Linked DNA regions of Mus musculus: region 2 is linked to region 1. Evidence: chromatin contacts called from public HiChIP or PLAC-seq data. All regions are on one chromosome and are shown on one strand. The core of a region is the stretch at or near the end of the contact, and the rest is flanking DNA. Distances in the headings are between cores, read along the strand shown.

Evidence for each region. HiChIP or PLAC-seq counts read pairs in DNA pulled down with a chosen protein or histone mark.
Region 2: a contact with region 1 is called in an H3K4me3 HiChIP or PLAC-seq map of bone marrow-derived macrophages, with 2.2 times the contacts expected there. The contact joins two enhancer-like sites. A contact is called at or near these places in 12 of 39 promoter capture datasets (the 3T3-L1 cell line, 3T3-L1-derived adipocytes, the C10 cell line and 10 more), 4 of 15 datasets of contacts at CTCF or cohesin (CD8 T cells, the NIH/3T3 cell line, embryonic stem cells and 1 more), 28 of 484 Hi-C or Micro-C datasets (the Ba/F3 cell line, the C2C12 cell line, CD4 T cells and 22 more), 23 of 115 datasets of contacts at active chromatin or transcription factors (DN3 thymocytes, the HPC-7 cell line, acute myeloid leukemia and 14 more) and 3 of 9 other capture datasets (adipose tissue, liver and pancreatic islet).

Annotation. Positions count from the first base shown.
Region 1 is chr4:126,193,017-126,196,803 of GRCm38.p6, reverse strand. Thrap3 (thyroid hormone receptor associated protein 3) reads left to right here. Exons shown (of 12, transcript NM_001356455.1): 2 at 2,400-2,487. Among named protein-coding and RNA genes, the nearest start is that of Gm25323, 6.4 kb to the left of the region's middle. Within about 2 kb of position 1,738, at least 20 of the 459 cell types and tissues checked have an H3K27ac peak or open chromatin away from gene starts, as enhancers often do. A contact at or near this core is called in bone marrow-derived macrophages, where this site is marked.
Region 2 is chr4:126,308,329-126,312,115 of GRCm38.p6, reverse strand. It overlaps Col8a2 (collagen, type VIII, alpha 2), which reads right to left. Exons shown (of 4, transcript NM_199473.2): 3 at 2,320-2,516; 4 at 1-1,736. The coding sequence starts at 2,500. Among named protein-coding and RNA genes, the nearest start is that of Adprhl2, 11 kb to the left of the region's middle. Within about 2 kb of position 2,130, at least 45 of the 459 cell types and tissues checked have an H3K27ac peak or open chromatin away from gene starts, as enhancers often do. A contact at or near this core is called in bone marrow-derived macrophages, where this site is marked.

The DNA.
Region 1 (3,787 bases), core at 489-2,988:
AAACAAAACTTTGAGAACAAATGAGATTCTGCTGATCAGAGAGGTCCGTCCGTGCCTTTGGTTCCATCATTCTGCAGGTAGAGAAGTAAGTGGATTTCTAGAGTTCAGTGCCATTTTAGTCCATACAGTGAGTCCCAGGCTAGTCAAAGCTAAGCCATGAAAGCCTGTATCTAAAAGAAGGAACCAGAGAGATGACTCGGGTTAAGAGCAGGCACTATTATTGCAGAAGGCTCAGGTTAGATTCTCAGTACCAGTGTTTGGTTGCTCACAACTGCTTACAACTGCTTCTAAGGGTTTTCCTCTTCTTACAGGGCAAGCACTTTACCATCATTTTAGAGAGAGATTTCTCAGTGTAGCCTTGACTGTTCTGGAACAGATCCTCCTGTGTCTTCTTCTGTGCTGGGATTAAACTGACCGATCTTCATTGGCTTTTAATAAGCTTTTGAATACAGATTACTTGGAACTTCTAGAAGAAAATTTTTTCATTCCTTGTCTATTTTGAGAATAATAACAGTATTCATTTGACAATTATAGAAATAAAGGATGAAATATTGTAAAAACCAATATTTCAAAGAAACTTTACTATAAAAAATTGAAACAGCCACACACAATTCATTTCATTTATTAGTCATTCTGGGTCTTTAATAATAATGGAAGTAAGGACTTTTACTACTTTGATAGAGGACTAAATAGTGCTAGTGGGCCACACTAAAACTTCTCAAATGCATTAGTGCTGTGCTATATTTAGATTTTTAGTTATTACAGTGAATAATTTTCAGCCAGGGCTGAGCAGTGGAGGTGCAGGCCCTTATTCCCAGCACTAGGGAGACAGACAAGTTGATCTCTGTGAGTTCAAGGCCAATCTGATATATAGATCAGGTTCCAGAATAGCCAGCTACAAGTGAGAGACTGTCTTGGAGGGGGGGGGGGTGAGTGGGGTTAGAAAAAAGATCTGGATTAAAAGTGTATTAAGTGTATCAGATCAGAAGAGGGTCTTCCCACTTAAATGACTTAAGTGACTTAATTGTTTTTAAAAATTCTGGGTTGGAGAGATGGCTCATTAGTTAAGAACAATGACTGCTCTTTCAGAGGGACCCAGGTTCAATTCCCCACACCTACATACATGGTTGGTAACTTGCTACTATTGTTTGTGACTGGAGCCACAACATACTCTAAATACAAAATATAATTAAGCCGGGCGTGGTGGCGCACTCCTTTAATCCCAGCACTCGGAGGCAGAGGCAGGCGGATTTCTGATTTCGAGGCCAGCCTGGTCTACAAAGTGAGCTCCAGGACAGCCAGGGCTATACAGAGAAACCCTGTCTCGAAAAACCAAAAAAAAAAAACCAAAATATAATTAAAAAAAAAAGTCCCTCACAGGTATGCTCAGCTGTTGTGCTTTAGTTAATTAAATGTGTAGTCAAGTTGATAGCCAGGAATAGCATCAACACATGGGCTTTTGATTTTTCTGGGTAAGGAGTGTGTGTGATAATAGGGTTTCTCTGTGTAGCCCTGGCTGTCCTGGAACTCACTCTGTAGACCAGGCTAGCCTCGAACTCAAATCCGCCTGCCTCTGCCTCCCAAGTGCTGGGATTACAGGCCTGCGCAAACCACTACTGCCCAGCCCCTTTTTTTTTTTTTTAACCACTTTTCTTGTTTCAGACCACATAATGTGTGTGTGTGTCATAACTGGGCACCAAATTTGGGTTTTCAGGAAGAGCAGCAAGTGCTTGCTCTTAACCTCTGAGCCATCTCACCAGCCTAGACCTGGAACTTTTGATCTCTTATGACTCTGTTTCCATAGTGATGGAATTACTGCCATGCATGTACGCATATCTACCTTGCTTATTAAACTGTTGGAAATTGGATCTGCTGTTGCTTGCATCCTTGGCTACTGAGCTGCATTCCCACTCTTCTTTTTTTTTTTTTTCCTCGAGACAGGGTTCCTCTGTAGCTCTGGCTGTCCTGGAACTCACTTTGTAGACCAGGCTGGCCTCGAACTCAGAAATCCGCCTGCCTCTGCCTCCGGAGTGCTGGGATTAAAGGCTTGCGCCACCACGCCCGGCTCCACACACCCAGATCTTATGTTCATACTGGAGATTCAAATTCAGGTTCTCACCATTGAATGGCAAACAGTTAAACGGTTGGGATAGGGATTTAATTTTTTTTTTTTTTAAAGACAGTTTCAATTTATAGCCTTGGCTATCCTGATACTCACTATGTAGACCAGGCTAACCTAAAACCTAGAGTTCTGTGACATACCATGACTGACTACAGCAAGCACTCTTAATAAATGAACCATCTTTCCAGCCTCTAAAGTAGAACTTTTGTTGTGGGTTTTAAACAATAATAGAATCTTTAAGCTATAGTAGCCATTTTACCACTTCCTCTCATTGCAGAGTTATACCCTGACTGTAATTGAAGAAGCCAGTGGTGCTGCTGGTGTTTTTCAGAGGCAGTTCAAGTTGAATCATTGATTCTACTGAGGTAAATGCTTGGTGGTAAAAAAAATCTTAATGACTACACTAATTTTAAGAAGCATTTATGTTCAACCCAGCCAGGGCTTTATAGTGAGCCCTGTCTCAAAACACACACACACCAGTTATGTTGAATTTATTATCTGGAGTTAAATCCATAGGATTTCTGTCTCAATTTTATGTTGTAATGTGTATATGTGTGTACACATGTGTCTGCAGAGGCCAGGAGAAGGCATTGTGTCTCCTCCTCTCTTACTCTGATCTGTCCCTGTGACGCAGTCTCTGAATGTGGAGCTCTTATTTTCCCACTAGGCCCCAAAGATTCTTTTGTCACCTTCTCCCCACAATGACATCACAGGTAGGATGTTCAGCTTAATACTGGTGCTGGGATCTGAACTCTGACCCTCATGATTTGTGTAAGTACTCTTAACCACTAAATCATCTCTCTAGCCCCCAGGTTATATAGCTATTGCTTGTTTTGAGACGGTGTCACACTGTGAAGCCCTGGTTTGCTTAGAATTTCTTTGTAGACCAGTCTGTCCTCAAACTCAGATATGTCTACCTTTGCTTCCTGGGTGCTGGAATTAAAGGCATCAACCACCACGCCTACCCCTGTAATTTAAAAAGTCTTTGATTAGGTTTATAATGATAATCTGAGTTCTTGGGAAATGAAAGTAGGAGAATTACATAGTGAGTTTTAGGACAGTTTGGTTTGGGAACCCAATCTCCTCTTCCCCCAAAATAAGAAAAAGAAAAATTGAAGTGAGGTGGGGTTTATATATACCTGTAATTCTAGCACCCAGAAGGCTGAGGCAGAATTGACTAAAGTCTGGGGTCAGTTTGGGTTACAGACTATAACCACTCACCACCACCACCCCCGAAAGAAAGGCAGCAGGGGAGACTTTGTTTTGTCAACCAGAACTAGGAAACTAAATCTATAAGTCCAGATTCATTTTTGTTTTGTTTTTGTTTTGTTTTTCTCTCCTGATTTCTTTGAGAAGGGATCTTTCATAGTTCAAGCTGTCCTTGAACTCTATCTTTCTGCTTCAATCTGTTTTGAGTATAGAATTTTACCACATGCCTTGCCAATTCCTGGTTATCCTGGGTATTTTTGTTTGTTTTCTCTCCCTCTTTTTTTTTTTTTTTTTTTTCATTTGTTTGTTTTGATTTTAGAAACCTTTTTGTGTTGGTTTCTTGAGCAAAGAAAGCACAGGAAAGTTGGGTAGCAAGTAAGCTCCAAGAGATTATACTGTTGCTTTGGGGCTGGAGAGATGGATGGCTCAGTGGTTAAGAGCACTTACTGTTCTTTA
Region 2 (3,787 bases), core at 881-3,380, 110 kb before region 1:
CGGCACATTGTTCTTGTACAGGGCTACCCACACATTGGTGCCCTTGACATGCACATGGTATGCAAAGTAGTAGACCCCTCCCACGGGGCAGGTGAAGATGCCAGTGGCTGGGTTGTAGCCGCTGTGGCCATTGTAGAGAGTCCGGTCAAACCTAACCGGCATGCCTGAGGCAGGGAAGGGGGAAGTGAGCACTGCAGTAAAGGCTGGAGTGGCGTGGGCTGACAGCTCACCGAGCCCAAACTGTGGCTTGCCTCCTTTGCCCAGTACAGCTCCCTCCACGCCACCATTGGGCAGATGCAAGCCTGCGATACCAGTCTCATCCAGGGCTCCGGGGGCACCAGGAGGCCCAGGAGGCCCAGGGGGCCCAGGAGGACCTGTGAGTCCTGGGGAGCCAGGGACTCCAGGGGGCCCTGTGGGACCAGCAGAGCCAGGCTCCCCTACTTTTCCCTCTCCAGGAGGCCCTGGAAGGCCCGGTTCACCCTTCAGGCCTGGCAGACCCTGAGGCCCAATAGGGCCAGCTGGGCCCTGGAGCCCTGGGATTCCAGAGGGACCCCTCAAGCCAGGCTGCCCAGGAAGCCCCAAGTCACCTTTCTGTCCTAGGGCTCCTGCCACCCCTGGCCCTCCAGGGCGACCTGTAAAACCTGGCTCACCCTTAGGCCCAGTCGGTCCAGGGGGTCCATGGGCCCCAGGAAGTCCCCTCTCACCAGGGAGCCCAGGCTTCCCAGCCAGGCCATTAGGCCCTTGGTCTCCTCGAATGCCAGGCACTCCTGGGGGACCTCCAGGTCCTACCTCTCCCTTTGACCCAGGGGGCCCACGTCTACCAGGAAGCCCTGCAGACCCAGGAAGGCCAGGTGGACCCCCAAGTCCCTGTGGACCCTGCTCCCCTGGCTTCCCATCCTCTCCTGGCTCACCTCTGTCTCCTAAGAGCCCTGGGGCCCCAACTGGGCCCCTGTCTCCCTTAGGTCCTGGTTTTCCTGGCATCCCATAGCCAACAGGGCCTATCAGGCCAGGGGGGCCCCGGAGCCCTGGCTCTCCTTTAGCCCCTACTGGACCCTGTGGCCCTGGCACCCCTGCTGCCCCTGGTATCCCCACACCATCTACCCCAGGAGGGCCTTTTGGACCCACAGCTCCTGGCTCTCCCCTAGAACCTGGAACCCCAGGGGGGCCAGAATCACCTTTGTCTCCTGGGGCTCCTGGTATCCCATCCAAACCTGGTTTGCCCAAGCCAGCTGGACCGGGCAGCCCAGGGGGCCCAGGGGCACCTGCCTGTCCAGGGGCTCCAGGCAGCCCTGGTTGGCCCACTCCATTATCCCCTTTGAGGCCCCTATCTCCTCGGGGCCCAGGCTCTCCCTGGGGTCCTGGCTCCCCCCTAAATCCTGGAGGCCCTGGAGCCCCCTGGGCACCTGGTTTTCCAGGGACAGTAATACCTGAGGGACCAGGAAGGCCAGGGGGTCCTGGGGGCCCCCGGAGGCCCTGGTCCCCTCGTATCCCTGGCTCCCCCCGTAGCCCTGGCTGCCCTGGTGGTCCAACCTTGCCTGGGAGCCCTGGGGGACCAGCTTTGCCCATTCGGGAGAAGCCAGGGGGGCCAGCAGGGCCTGGCTGTCCATGAACCCCAGGTTTTCCAGTGCCTGGTTTTCCTGGGAAGCCAGGAGGCCCAGGGGGACCCCGAGGTCCCGGCTTCCCAGGGGGACCTGGCTCTCCTTTCAAGTCCATTGGCAGCATCGGTAGAGGCATTTCTGAAAGAGAGAGAAGGGGACAGTCAGAGACCTGGACAATGGAAGCTGGGTACCTCATCTATCCAATCCCCCATGGCAATGTGCAGAGTACTGTGGAGGAACAGAGAATCTGCTCACAGAGAACACTCCCAGAGCTGTCCCCCCATATTGGAGGGCGTCTAGAGCTGTCCCTGTCCCGTTGCTATCCTGGGAACATTGCAGGAGTCCTCATCCAGAACTCCCTGTACCCAACTTCCCAGCCAGGCCTTGCCCAATGAACTTAGAATATTTATGGCTGCAAGACCTGATGGCCATCCCACCACCAGGCGGCGCCAATAACCCGCATTACAGACCAGTCAAGCTGCTTCATTACCTATCTATCTTCCTGCCCGGCCCCACCCCCTTATAAAGACCACCTGCACCAGCCAATCACAGCCAGTTTCAGGCCCTGTAAAGCTGAGAATCCCTGGACCAGTCGAAGTAAGACTAAATGAAGATGGGAAGATCTCAGTTGCACCCTGAGGAGCTGTGGTCTGGAGTGTCTGGAGGGATTTAGGTAAGGGAGGAGCGGTCTTAGATACGGTAGAGTAGGGGAGGCTCTCACCCAAGTACTGGCCTTTGCCCTCTCGGAAAGGCGGTCCCACGGGTCCTTTCTGCATGGGCTGCACATACTTTACCGGGGCATAGCCCGCTGCACCCCCAGCTCCGCCGCCAGAGGACACTCTTGGCCCACACCCCAACAGCAACAGCAGCAGCGAAGGCAGGGGCATCAGAGCCCCCTGCATGGCGTCTGTGGATGGGCTGCAGGGAGAAGAAGAAAGGCTGTCACCAAACCAGCCACCAGGACCACGGGCTCAGATCGTTGTTATTCAAAAGCAAATCTCAAAGTCACTGGTCTGTATGTATTGTCTGCTAAACCTCTTCCAGACCTGACCAGTCTCCCCCAGACGAGGATCAGCGACCAGACAGAACCCTTCTGAGAAGCACCTCGACCCCAGCGCACACCTTGCCAAAGCAAACCTTTTCAAGATGAGGGCCCTGCCACCTATGTGCAGGCCAGCTTCCTGCCAATTACCACCTACCACCGGGGCTCTTCAGAGATGTAAATTCTCATCTCCACACGGGCGTATTGGGGTCACTGCCAACCCCAGCACCCAGATGATATAGGGGAGGCAGGTCTGGGACTTGTCTTGGTTCCTTGCAATTCCCCATCACGCTGATGTCCATCTGGACTCCATACTTGCAGAAGCCAATGCCTTATCTTGAGCCCCTCCTTCCTTTCCTCTCCCTGTAACCTTTACTGTCACCCAGAACTCCTTACAGGACAGCACCCAGGCCCCAGTAGCCTCGTGATTCTGAGCCTCAGTTATCTTCTATTTATCCTTCAAGTCCCTGTCCTCCACAATGCCTTCTGACAGCTACACAGCCCTTCAAGTCCCAGCTACCCACAGCTCTTAGCTGAGCTCAGAGAACAAGGGCTGGGTTCTGCCAGCTTGAATACTATACTCATCAGAGAGGGAGTGTGGGCAAATAGAACAGGGTAATATGTCTACACAAATCTTGTATGCAAATGTCCATGACATTACATTATCCATAGCAGCCCCAGATGAAGGCAAACCTAACTGGGATGCTAGAACAGTATGCACGCTCTCCACACAATGCACTACTTTTTTTTTTTTTAAGTGTCTTTTAAATTACATTTTACTTATGTGTTTGAGAGAGGGGCACATATGAATGTTGCAGTCATCAGACAACTTGCATGAGTCGGTTCTTTCCTTCTGCCATGTAGATCCCGGGGATCAAACTCAAGTCATAAGGCTTCCCAGCAAGTGCCCTTACCTGCTGAGCCACTTGGTGCGTCCAAAAATGTTTTTCTTTTTCTTTTTGGCTTTTTCGAGACAGGGTTGCTCTGTGTAGCTCTGGCTGTCCTGGTACTCACTCTGTAGACCAGGCTGACCTCGAACTCAGAAATCTGCCTGCCTCTGCCTCCTAAGTGCTGGGATTAACAGTATGCACCACCACTGCCCAGCTCCAAAAAATGCTTTTTAAAACCGGGTTTGGCTTAGAGGTTA